Linked DNA regions of Cricetulus griseus: regions 2 and 3 are each linked to region 1. A link is a contact called in public Hi-C data. All regions are on one chromosome and are shown on one strand. The core of a region is the stretch at or near the end of the contact, and the rest is flanking DNA. Distances in the headings are between cores, read along the strand shown.

Evidence for each region. A called contact is a pair of places that touch in the nucleus more often than the background predicts.
Region 2: a Hi-C map of the CHL-YN cell line shows a contact between it and region 1, with 5 times the contacts expected there. The contact joins two enhancer-like sites. A contact is called at or near these places in 6 of 8 Hi-C or Micro-C datasets (the CHK-Q cell line, the CHL-YN cell line, the CHO-K1 cell line and 2 more).
Region 3: a contact with region 1 is called in a Hi-C map of fibroblasts, with 2.8 times the contacts expected there. The contact joins two enhancer-like sites. A contact is called at or near these places in 2 of 8 Hi-C or Micro-C datasets (the CHL-YN cell line and fibroblasts).

Annotation. Positions count from the first base shown.
Region 1 is chr2:234,740,881-234,744,815 of CriGri-PICRH-1.0, reverse strand. Nfatc1 (nuclear factor of activated T-cells, cytoplasmic 1) reads right to left here. Exons shown (of 10, transcript XM_027403689.2): 10 at 1-1,709. The coding sequence ends at 1,707. Among named protein-coding and RNA genes, the nearest start is that of Nfatc1, 110 kb to the right of the region's middle. Within about 2 kb of position 2,180, at least 1 of the 6 cell types and tissues checked has open chromatin away from gene starts, as enhancers often do.
Region 2 is chr2:234,617,294-234,621,228 of CriGri-PICRH-1.0, reverse strand. No RefSeq gene overlaps it. Among named protein-coding and RNA genes, the nearest start is that of Nfatc1, 18 kb to the left of the region's middle. Within about 2 kb of position 1,773, at least 1 of the 6 cell types and tissues checked has open chromatin away from gene starts, as enhancers often do.
Region 3 is chr2:234,849,699-234,853,633 of CriGri-PICRH-1.0, reverse strand. No RefSeq gene overlaps it. Among named protein-coding and RNA genes, the nearest start is that of Ctdp1, 14 kb to the left of the region's middle. Within about 2 kb of position 1,788, at least 2 of the 6 cell types and tissues checked have open chromatin away from gene starts, as enhancers often do.

The sequences.
Region 1 (3,935 bases), core at 931-3,430:
CGGGCGGGAGGCAGCCTGCAGGCAGCCAGGAGCTATGTGTGTACAGGGTGGCACATGTCAGCTCTTCGCAGTCGTGTGAAATCGTTCAATATGACTTTCAGACGTTTCTTTCTTTCTGTGAGTTGGAGAAAGGTAAAACACCACCCTACAGATGAACATTTTAAAGATGCATGCTTTTCCTGTCACAACTCCTATCTGTGACTAACTTATGTCCACCCACAGGTGCAATTCAGGCATGTTCCATAAGGGGGCATTAACTCCTAAGGCACAATCATTAAACATGTTTTAATTAAACCATGCTTTTTGGTTATAAGAAATAATGGGCCACTGCTAGTGACTGTAATAAGCAGCTAATTACACAAAGCCGACACCAGCCTATCCATTACCAGTAGCTAACCTGAAAACATACTATCCACAGACTGCATATAGAAACGTTTTTTGGTAATTGTTTTCTCAGATGAAGCAGAGAGCTATAAGGCTTCTGTGAAATAATAATCTTATAATTGAACAAATATATTACACTCCTTTTGTAATGTTATTTACAACCACTTTCAGACTTGGCCATTTGGTAGCCTATGGGCATTTGAGCACAGCTCTACTGCGGCCTAGAATGCTCAGTAACTGCATGAGATACGAAAATGCCCCCTGCCTTTGCAGGGGTGACAGGCCCTGTCTGTGCAGGGGTGACAGGCCCTGTCTGTGCAGGGGTGATGGGCCCTGATGGAAGGTGCTGGAAAATGGGGTCTGGACTCTGAGGTGCATTCTCAAGGTGGACACTCATTATTGCTAACATGGAAGCCCTGCTGGGCCTGGACAGGTCATCATCATCTCCGTTCTTGAATATCTATACATAAATAAATGTCTATATGTACAAGCATGCAAACACAAGGTACTGTCCCATAGCAGGCATGTTTTGCTCTGTCCAGGGCCCTGTATTGTGCTGATCAACTTCCTTGTGCTATGTTTGAAGCCAGATTAAGAACAAAAATCTCAGCATGCTATTATTAACAAACCTATGGTTTTAGTCACACGGAGGAGGGAATCTCATTATGAAAGAGCTGAGATGACAATTGGAAGATCTCTAAAATGCACTGGATAAGGCAGGCAAATTGTGTAGGACAGCCAGGAAAGTTAGAAATAAGTAGGAAGCCAGAGCTGACCAGAATCCTATCAATTAGTACAAAGGATAAAGGCTCCTAACAAAGTTTTTTTGTTTGTGTTTTTGTTTTTGTTTTTAATAACTTTGGCTCCTACAAATACTCTTATGGTAGAAAATTCAATGCTTGCTTCCACAATGCCCTGGCGTGGTGGTAGGATGAAATAAGGCACTTCCAGTGTTTTACTCCAGTGGGCAGGAGGGTCAGGCTGCCACACAGGCCTTCTTTCCGTGGGCTAGCATCTGCCCCTGGCCTCACTGGCCAGCCCTTCTCTTTTCTTGAGATGACTTTTCTCTCAAGAGTTGTAGTGGCTTCCTCTTCTACTCAATCCTTGTCAGGGAGCTACTTCTTCAGACATAAGCTCCTTGCATTCAGTGAGTTGGGATTTCTGAGTGGTACCAGATGTGTGTTCAGTTTATTTCATCAAAGTCTTGCTTGCTGAAGCCTAGTTGTCTGCACAGAGCCAACTCCACACAGCTTCTGCCAGCTCCAACGTGCTGAATTAGGAGTGGGGGTTCGTGCTGGAGAGGTCATTGCGAATGATTTCATTTACTGCAAGAGAATGAGAGGAAAGAGTTTTAGGGAAATGGTTCCTTACTGCCAACTTCCAAGTTAATAGCAGGGAATGCCAACAACCACTTTTCTAACGGGTTATATTCCGTCTGTGATGCTTAGATGCTCCAGAACACCTTCTCTGGGGCAGGAGTCAACTCCAGATATCCCCGAAGTTTGTAAAACAAAATGTTGACACACTACAACATCCCCTGGAGTGTGCTCAGTGGCTGTTCATGAGCCTCCCTTTGTTTGGGACATTTCATTTGTTTTTCTGAAGAGGGTCAAGTCACAGTGGCCCCCACAAGCCAGTGATGGCCACTATCACTGTGTGATTGTTGGCAGATGGACAGGAAATGACAGAAGCTAGGGAAGGCCATCACCAGCAAACAGCCCAACACCCCTCCCTCTCTACCCTGCCTCTTTCTGCCCAACCACCTGATCCACACTGAGATAGGAAATGTCACTGGGCGGCTGTCACCACGTCCCATTTTTTCAACAGAGTTTGAAGGCAGGGCACCCATGCTGACGTCAGGGAACCACCCAGGCTTCCCTTCCCCATGGGCTGGAGCACTCGCCCTGCATCTAGATAAGCCCCTGGAGCTCACTGATGGAGGCCCCAGCCTGTCTGAGGACGCTTCCTGGAGCCATCAGGGGGGCATGCATTTCATCACCACTCCCTTCCCTAAACTGCCTTTCAACACCCCTTCCCCAGCAATAGTTTTAAGAATAACAATAATAAAATGCAATTGGGGGAACCAGGAATTGTGTCATGGGAACTGATAGCAGAAACTGACAGCAGAAGGAAGCCTGGCGGCAAACAGAGCCCAGGCTCGCCCAAAAGGGGCTGCCTGGCAAGACACTCACAAGAGCAAGGCTCCCGATACCAGTGCCACCGCTGCACTCCTGAGCTGCCCTGCCTAGGGTGTGTCTGCTGTTCCCGAAAGAGTCACACTTTCAAAGATGAACTGTGGCTGCTTCCTGGCTGGCTTCGTCGGTGGTGGTAGGCACTCATGAGCCCCTCCGTGCTGATCCAGGATTGATCCTTGTCCACAGGACCCAGCAGACTATGGAGAGGGCTCATTCTTTAGTGTGGAAAATACCAGAAGGCAAGCAGTCTCCCTTTGGCCCTGTGACTTCACAGCCACTAATGAGGAATAACAAGGCCCAGGTGCTCGCAGGCTGGTCTGGGACCAGCAATCAGGACTCAGCTTGTCCCTGGAGTTTGCCCTGGTAGCTCCTTAGCTACCAACATTTTCCATGATGCTGGGGTGTGGGTGCAGGGCTGCTGCACAGCCCTGAGAAGCAGCCGGGCAGCAGGGGCCCCGGGAGGATCAAGGGCGTCTGCTCTGTGCAGTATAAGCCACAGTCCCACGTCCCTTCTGTGTCCTCATGCTTTTCTCACGACTCTCTTGCCAACATCCCTGGCTGAGCTTTACGTGTGGCTCCTCAGCAGGGATGCCCTGAGACAGGGGCGCGTAATTCTTCTTTCCCTTTCGCTTGTGTAGCCCTCCTGTAAAAGGCATACCTGTCCATTCTAAACTTCATCAGTGTCAGAGAAAGACCACAAATTTCTTTCCTTTTTTAAGGTGGAAAGGGGCTTGCCTGAAGTTAGGATCTCTTGGGGTGAAGTCAGAAGGGCTTAGACACTTGACGAAGCAGAATGCTGTGTGCAGAGGGTTTCTGTGTGGAGGTAGAGACAAGCCACAGCCCCCTCCACTGTGCCACACCCATCTCTGTTCGGTGACAGACTGCTGCGTCTAACTGCCAGGGTGTCCCATTTGCCTCATGCTGTCTCGAAGCTTTGAGTGCATTAGGGCCTTGGGTACTCACTGCCCAGGCTGGGTTCCCAGGTCAGGGTAAAGTTAGGACAAACACCCCACCTGGGGCTCTGGATTGGTGACCATCGCTGAGTGGCAGGTGGGCATGTGGCGCTAGGAAAGATGTCTGTGGAGTAAGAAACGCCAAGACTTGGAGATGAGCCACCACTTAGAGGCAGAAGCAACCCCATGGGTTCCAAATACGTTTTGACTGAGCTCCGTGCAAGAATCAAGACACCACTCAAACATATAACACTAAGAGAGTCAGCATCTTATTGCCCATTTAGATCACAGTTTGGATTGAACAGCAGACCAATCACTAGCAGTGCTTACTGGTGAAAAGAAGTTTGAAGAATAGTAACGAGGAGAGGATGATAAGAAATAATGTTGGGGGGAGCAGGGGGAG
Region 2 (3,935 bases), core at 524-3,023, 120 kb after region 1:
CATGTTCCTCTGTCAGAGCAAAGCCAGGAGCCCTTGTTGGACCCCAGGAAGACGTGGCATCCAGAGTACTCATTGTGTTATTAGCTGACTAACTCCACCAAAGCCTAGGCATCCAGAGCAACTTGAAAGCACTGTTTCTTGGTTTCTATTGCCCTCTCCTGGGACAATCTGGAATTACACCCATGCTCTGAGGCGCAATGCAGACCGTGGGAGGCACAGTAGTGAGAGAAGGAATTTCATAACCTGACATCTATGCACGGCTGAAAGACACCAAGTGATGACACACATTGGTGTCATGTGCCTCATTAGAATCCAGAGCTTGGTCCTTCCAAGACTGACACCCCACTCTGTCAAGTCACTGACCAATGCCCAAAGTCAGGACAGGGGAGAGGACAGAACAGAAGTCCCATCGTGGCTTCTGCTAAATCCTGTGTACACTTGCAAGGAGCTGAAGAGATAATGTAGGGCTTAGCATGGTTGTGCAGTTGTTTGTAGTGGGGTAGCTTTTATACAGGGATGTGAAGGTCAGCCAGTCTTGGATGAGAAGGGTGGAGAGGCCAGGGTTGACTGGTACCCGGGCCGTGAGCCCCTGACTGGAGTACTTGGGGGCTGCAGGGTGCAGATATGGTGGGGCAGACAAAGGTGCTTATCTATGCCCATATATGACCTCTCCCATCCCACTCCTTTCAGGGTTTCTGTATGCGCCTGGGTGTACTAGTGAGGATGACTTAAGGACCTACATGAATGTGGCCTTGTGGCTTGAGAAGCAGTGTACTAGGCACAGCCAGGTCCACACATGTACCTGCATACAAGGTCAGTTCAATTCCTTTCACTCTTGAGAAACCCCCTAAACTCTGTGCCTCAGTTTCTCCAGTCCTTAATTATTGATACTGCACTCTCCAAGCATGTCTGTGACACCATGCTGTCCTCCTGAGGCATGAGGGGTTGAAAGGCCAGTCCTACCTTCAAGGGTGCCAGTGGCAGGAGGTGCCAAACTCCTTAAGTGGTGGGGCAAGAGGAGGCATAAGGACAACATCCTTATGGGGTCCAAGAGCATTCTGCAGAAGACCTGTGGGACTGACCCTGGGGAAAGTGACCACTGAGCAGTCTTCCCTCCTGGTACCCTGGGGAGTCCTGTCCCTTGGCAACACATGGTTGGAAGCTTTGGCAGGTGGGCATTTCCTAAGACATAGGATCCCTGGCCCAGGCAGATCCTTCCCATCTGGGCTGGGTCGCAGATACTGAACCACATGGGAGCTCTCTGCAGGCCATGCATCACAGTCACTAACAGATCTGCTTGAGGTCGACTGGCTTTCCTTCCAGAAAACCCAGAGGAATGTGAAGGGCTGTTGTCCAGGCCTGAGCTCACTTCCCACACTCGGCCAGGGGGTCTGATGTTTCTGATGTGACCACTCAGCAGAATGTTTCTCATGAGACCTATGAATATAGGTTCACAGGAAGTTTAACAAACCGTAAGTTGTGGGGAAGACCCCTGCCCCTGTCTAGCACATACCGTAAGGCCCACAATGATGGGTTATAGTGCTGCTATTGCCTGTCACAGAATGTTCAGCTCCCCATCCTGTGAGTCCCAAGAATGTCACTGCAGGGTTCCTTCCAAAGGCTGCTTATTGAAGGCTTGGTTCCCAGACAGTGTTGTGGGGAAGTGTGTGACCTAGTCAGAGATGGGGCCCAGAGGGAGGAGCTTAGGCCGCTAGGGGTGTGCCCAGGATGAAGGGTGTCTGTGAACCTTGGTCCCTTCCTGTCCACCCCAGGAGTGCAGTGTTGATCTAGTGATCACAAACTCCCCATGTGATTTTATGCTTCACCAGACTATGGGCGGACACCTCAGAAACTATGAACACAATGAACCTTCCCACGTCCCTGATTTTCTCAGGTGTTTTTATACTCACCTGCTGCTGTGTCTCATCAACGGAACTTTTTTTTTTTTTTTTTTTTTTTTTTTTGCTTCCTGGTTAAGCCTGCTTTGCTATTTCCCCCTAGTTTCCCAGAAGTCTTGATTTTAAACTTCCCTTCTCATATAAGCATTTAAACCTATAAATCCCTCAAGCATGGCTTTGATTGTGTCTCTCAAATCTTGACATTTTCATTACACTGAAATAGTTTAAATTTTCTCTAGTCCTTTTCCTTTCCTTTTTCTGCCACTTTTAGAAGTAGGTCATTTGATTTGTGAAACAGGGCTTTCTCATGTCCTCAAATTTATAATCCTCTTGCCTCAGCCTCTGAAGTGTTGGAGTTACAGGCATGTGTCAAGCATGCCTACTTGGTCTGGCTTTGGGCTTCTTTGGGGTTCCTCTGCTGTGTTTTCTGCAGTGGCTGGGCACCTAGCTGGTGTGATGGGCTGACAGCATCACCTTCATTTCTCTCTCCTTCCATGTTAGCTGCTGATGATGGATGGCAACCACAGAGGTGGACAGATGCTTCAATGGGTAACAGGACTCTCTGTGTAAGCACAAACTCAGTTCAAGCCCCAACACCCACATGGAAATCTAGGTGTGCTTGTTTGCACCTGTAACCCCAGTGCCATGAGAGGCAGATGGTAGAAGCATTGAGACATGCTGGCTGCCAGCCTAGCTCCAGGTCAAGTCAGAGACCCTGTCTCAAAGGATTGAGGCAGAGAGTGATGCAGCAGGCCACCTGATACCCCTCTGGTCTCCACATATGCACGGGTGTGCTATCTGCACACCCCTGTGCATCTACCACACACACCATATGGATACATAGAGAAAATAATCTTTAAAAAAGTAAACTATATCAGCTAGCTGTGCTTAGGAAGGCAACTGGTCTCCCAAGAACAGAGTGTTCTTTCACATGTCCTCTTTACCTTAGCAGAACTTCCACCAAGTGCTCTCTTTGTCCTAAGGGATGCTTTTTATTATGCAGTCTACTGTGCGTGATACTGCCATGGCCACCTGGCTTCATGCCACCTCCTGTTAGCCCCATCCATTTGCCCACTGTATGTCAGTCTGGGGTGTAGTTCGCTTTGCATTTTGCCCATCTGGGTCACCTGTCATCTTTTGTGACAGTGCCTCTGGTGCACTGACCATACCTGGTTGATGCCCCTGAAGACAGGTCCCAGGCCTTCCTCAGAGGTGGAGCAGCAAGCAGCTTGCTTGGCTACCCTGAGTACTTCTACTACAGCCTCTTTGCTGGGCTCTGGGCACAACAGGAAGGAACCAGAGGTCACTTTAACAAAGTTACCGTTCTGTGGGAACACGGCAAGGCCCTCTCTGCTTCACAACTGTTCTGACAAAGCATGGTGGTCCTAGGCTGAAATGCTATGTGGCCATCAAAATTTATTGGCTCACCTGACTGCCCATCACCCAGCATCCACCCACCCATTCCATCTGTCTCTCCATACGTCTATCCACTCATTTCCACTGGACTGAGGGACGGACCATCCACTGAGCCATCTACCCACGCACTGATCCATCCAGTCACCCGGTGGCTATCCACTTGCTTACCTGTGCACCTGCCACCTGTCCACAGCTTATCATTCTTTCTTCTGTTCACCCATCACGTCTGCCTCAGTGGCCTTTCCCGCGGATCCTCACAACTCTGCTGCACTGTTCTGTGCTTTGCTTCTGCACCATCTGTCCTCTGATCCCAATGTGAATACATCATTTCTGGTCTTGGCTCAAGCCCATCTTTTCAGGGTCTCTTCACATGCTATCTGTCCTGACAGCTTCCTTACATGCACATTTTCATGTGGAATGAGCAAGACCATGTCTGTCACATGCCTTTGCGTACTACAGGAACTTGTGAAAGTTTCCTGCCTTGGAGTTTCCAATGGGGAGGAGGTCAAGACCAGGGCCCTTAGACAGTGTGGCGGCCCTTTCTTTGCACAAGGCAGAGGAGCAGCCTGCAGAAGACCCATGAGGGCTGGACAGTGCTCACCAGCAGGCAAGCCTGTCCAG
Region 3 (3,935 bases), core at 539-3,038, 110 kb before region 1:
TCTCTCCATAGCCCTGCGGTCTGTGTGGACTGGGCTGTGGCCCCACAGTGGGGGAGTATGTGAAGGCAAGCTTTGTCTCCCAAGTCCCAGAACACCCCACACCTGCATCTTTGGCCCTGGGGTGGTGTTTTAGGGAGTGTGTGAACCACAGTTTTCATTTGATTACAAATGTGTTATGCTTGACTGATTATGTATATTTTGAATGTGTCCTAGAAAGAATCACGTTTAGCTAGTTACTCATGTTATTGAGGATGAGACTAAATTTCTTTTAAGAAAAGACTGTTGAACAATAACGTACTGGAGACTGGGTATGATGACGAACACCCTTAATTCTACACTCAGGAGGCAGAAGCCGGGGAATCTCTGTGAGTTTGTGGCCAGCTGGTCTACACAGTGAGTTCTGGGCTAGCCACAGTTGCACGGTGAGACACTGCCTCGAAATAACAACACACTAATGTGAGGGAAACGAGATCCGGTGTGATAGTATTCCTGTTGTGTGAGGGGCAAGGCTGTGGGTGGGAGTCGCAGGTGTTGGTGATGGACAATGCGGGAGGGCAGCCTCTAACTCAGTGTGGTGGGAATCGTGTCTGGAAGCAGATAGAAACTAGTGTCTGATGTGGTATCTGAGATCCTTCACACCAGGGGCATGATAATTCACCTCACTTGCTGTTCTCTCAGGCCTCTGAAGCAGGCAGCCGTTGATTAACTTCATGCCATCAGATAAGCGAAGGGAAGGCCTGCCCCAGGATGATGGAACTTCATCACGCAGCTAACACAATCAGGAAGCAGCTCTTTATGGAATTAGGGACCTATCCGTGTGAGCTAGGGGCTATGAGTGTCACTGGGGGCTCAGTCGGAGCAGAGGAAGGGTGATGTAGGACCTGTGGGCTACACAGCCATCCACGAGGCTTAGCTAGATTCTCCGAAACTTGAAAATCAGATTAGTGAATCCCTTGGGGTTTTCCAGCTTCTTTCTGCTTCAGGACTAGGAGGAGCAGACAGGCCTCTCTTTGTCCCCCAACTACCTCCCCCTTTCCATGGAATGTTGCATGCTCATGTGAGTGTATCTGTATGCATGCATGTAGGTACACATGTGTAGGCTCCCAAGACTTCTTGGGTTATTTTATTTTAGTGACCATATTATACTATTATTCCCATTTTCTCCTGGAAGAAAGAGAAATTCTGAGCAGTCAATACTTGCCAAAGAGGTTACCAAATGTATTCATCTATGGGTCATCTATAGATTTTCTTTGAGTCTGTTACCCTGTCTCAGAATGATTCTGCCTTTGCTCGAACACATCTGTGTGTGGCTGCTTTCAGGCAGGGCTGCCACCTGCTTTATCTGGGAGAATAGATGGGGGGGGGATGTGGGCCTGCTAGGGCTGCTTCTCAGCACCGTTGCAGGTTTTGGGGTAGGCATTCCCACACTTCCTCTCCTGCTTGTGTGGACAGTCAGTTTGCACAATGCTGTTTCATAGAGGGGGTTTATCTGTTGTTAAGCATCTGCCCACAGAGCTTGGGGGAGAATAGAAAAGATGTTTTAGAAACATTTACCGAGGGACCGAGTAGATTAGCAAGCACTGGTCACAGCGCATCTCATCTTAGGCAGCACACAAGCCATAGCCTTCAGGGAGGTGGTGGGACATTGCTGTCATCCGTTTACTCCAAACATGGCATGATGTACATGACTGTGCAAATTTGTCACACCCACACTGATGGGGGTTCTCGGGTCTGCATTCTTAAGTGTCACCACACTGTGGCACAATTGTATCTTCAAATATTACTCATGCAATGTGGACTTTATTTTTCTGTGTTTATCACATCCTTCAAACAAAACCCTATGCCTCTCTACATAGTGAGCAAAGTGAGGACAGCTTTTGAGAGGGGTGCCATCATGTTCCAGAAATTACAGTGGACAGTTTCAGAGGACGGAAGGAGCCCAAGGCTGAATGGAAGTTAGAAAGACCCGGCTTGTCCTAACAGGGACACAGGAGAGTAGAAAGGAAGAGGCTTATAGATGGTGGAGGAAGAGCTCAGCCCTGGGATGTGGTCAGGGTTTTACACCTCCCTTTCAAACCCTACCTGCCCTGCCTCCTCTCTCCCTTTGTTTTTCCTCTCCTCCATTCCATAGCTCTCTTAAGTCCTGGAGTATTTATTAGCAGAAAGCTTATCTAGAGGATTCTGTAGTTACAAATGTGAAAAATATTTTTTACAGATACATCTCAACTAAATAAAATATTTTATGAAAAGGCTTAAGGAAATAAAATCCTTTATTAAGATACAGTGAAGATTGAGTTTAGACCTGAAGAAATGAAGTCTGGGTTTCATGGAGGTTGTCCTGTCATCATGTTCACAGCAGCACTGTTCAAAATAGCCAAGATGCTACCGAACTTTACCCATCAATAGATGGGTGGGCAAACACACACTACAGAACAGTCTTCCTCCCTAAAAAGGAAAAAAAAAAAACATGACATAGGCAACACACAGCTGATCCTTGAGAACATTGTGACAAGCCTGCCAAAAAGGGGTACACATATGTGATTTCTCCAAATTCACAGAGACAGAGTAGCATGGTGGCTGCCGAGGGGCACAGAGTTTAATGGGGACAGAGTTTCATCTATATATGATAGAAGAGTTCTATGGGTGGTGGCAATGGCTGGCTACATAGTCATGTAGATGTACACCCACTGCTGAACTGGATGCCTGGAACTACTTAGGATGGAACACTGGACAGTCTGTGTATTTTTACTGCAGTTTTCAAAACCCACCAAAGGCACATCTTTATATTTCAGGAAAGGTTAGCCCTTCGTGACTTGGTTTTGGAATTCTGGGTATTCTACTCCAGCTAATTGTTTTGTTTTTCCCAAAAAGAACCTTCAGTTCTCTGAAAAACGTCTCATGCTTTTTTTTTTTTTTTTTTGGTTTTTCGAGACAGGGTTTCTCTGTGTAGCTTTGGAGCCTATCCTGGCACTCGCTCTGGAGACCAGGCTGGCCTTGAACTCACAGAGATCCGCCTGCCTCTGCCTCCCAAGTGCTGGGATTAAAGGCGTGCGCCACCAACACCCGGCGTCTCATGCTTTCTTACCTTCGGAGCAGGTGCTTTCTGGGCTGGAATATTCCGACCCTTTTGAGTTTTAAGAGGAGTCACTGCCCTCTGGACTGTGGCCTCCTGGGCAGGGCCTTCTTGCCTGTCCCCATTGCGCTTATCGGTTGATAGTTTAGCTTTAGCAGCAGTAGCAGTTACTATAGCCAACTGTTGCTATAGCCACAAGAACAACTGACATTCTTTTGGAGCGTGGGTCCAGGAGAAGCTTCCCGCATCACCTCCTTTTGTGTTTCTTAACTTCATTCTTGGTTACTCTGTTCATCATTTTCTTGACTTTGAAACAATCAAACTCCATCATCTTGACTTTCCTTTCCCTTGTGTCATTCTTTTTGGTCCTTCTTGTGGTTGTCCATTTTGCACTTCTCCTAAGCTTTTCTAACAGGCTTCTGGGAGGGGATGGGTACCACGTGGGAACTTGGACACAAAGTCAGTGAGTGGCATGCATTTGAAAGGGATGGCCTGTTCCCTTACCCCACCAAAGCCGTGTTCTGATCCACAACACTTAAGAGTCATGACCGGTTTTCCAGCAGGAAGCCCAGAGAAGACACAGGCCGCTGAGCTAAACTGCACCACCTACCTGACTGTCCTACTAGTGATGAGAAGTATTGATTTATTTCTGGTTGAGGTGGAGTCTCACTCTGTAGCCCTGAAACTTACTACACAGCTCAGGTTTGTCTTGTCTCTCAATAATCCTCTCACCTTAGTTTCACAAAAACTAGGCACCAGCTGTGTACCTACGGCTGGCTGTTTTTCAAATGACAGAATCCTGGTGGTTAGGGAATGAGGCAGAGATTATCCATAGCTCTGCTCCCTCTGGAGGTGTCTTGAT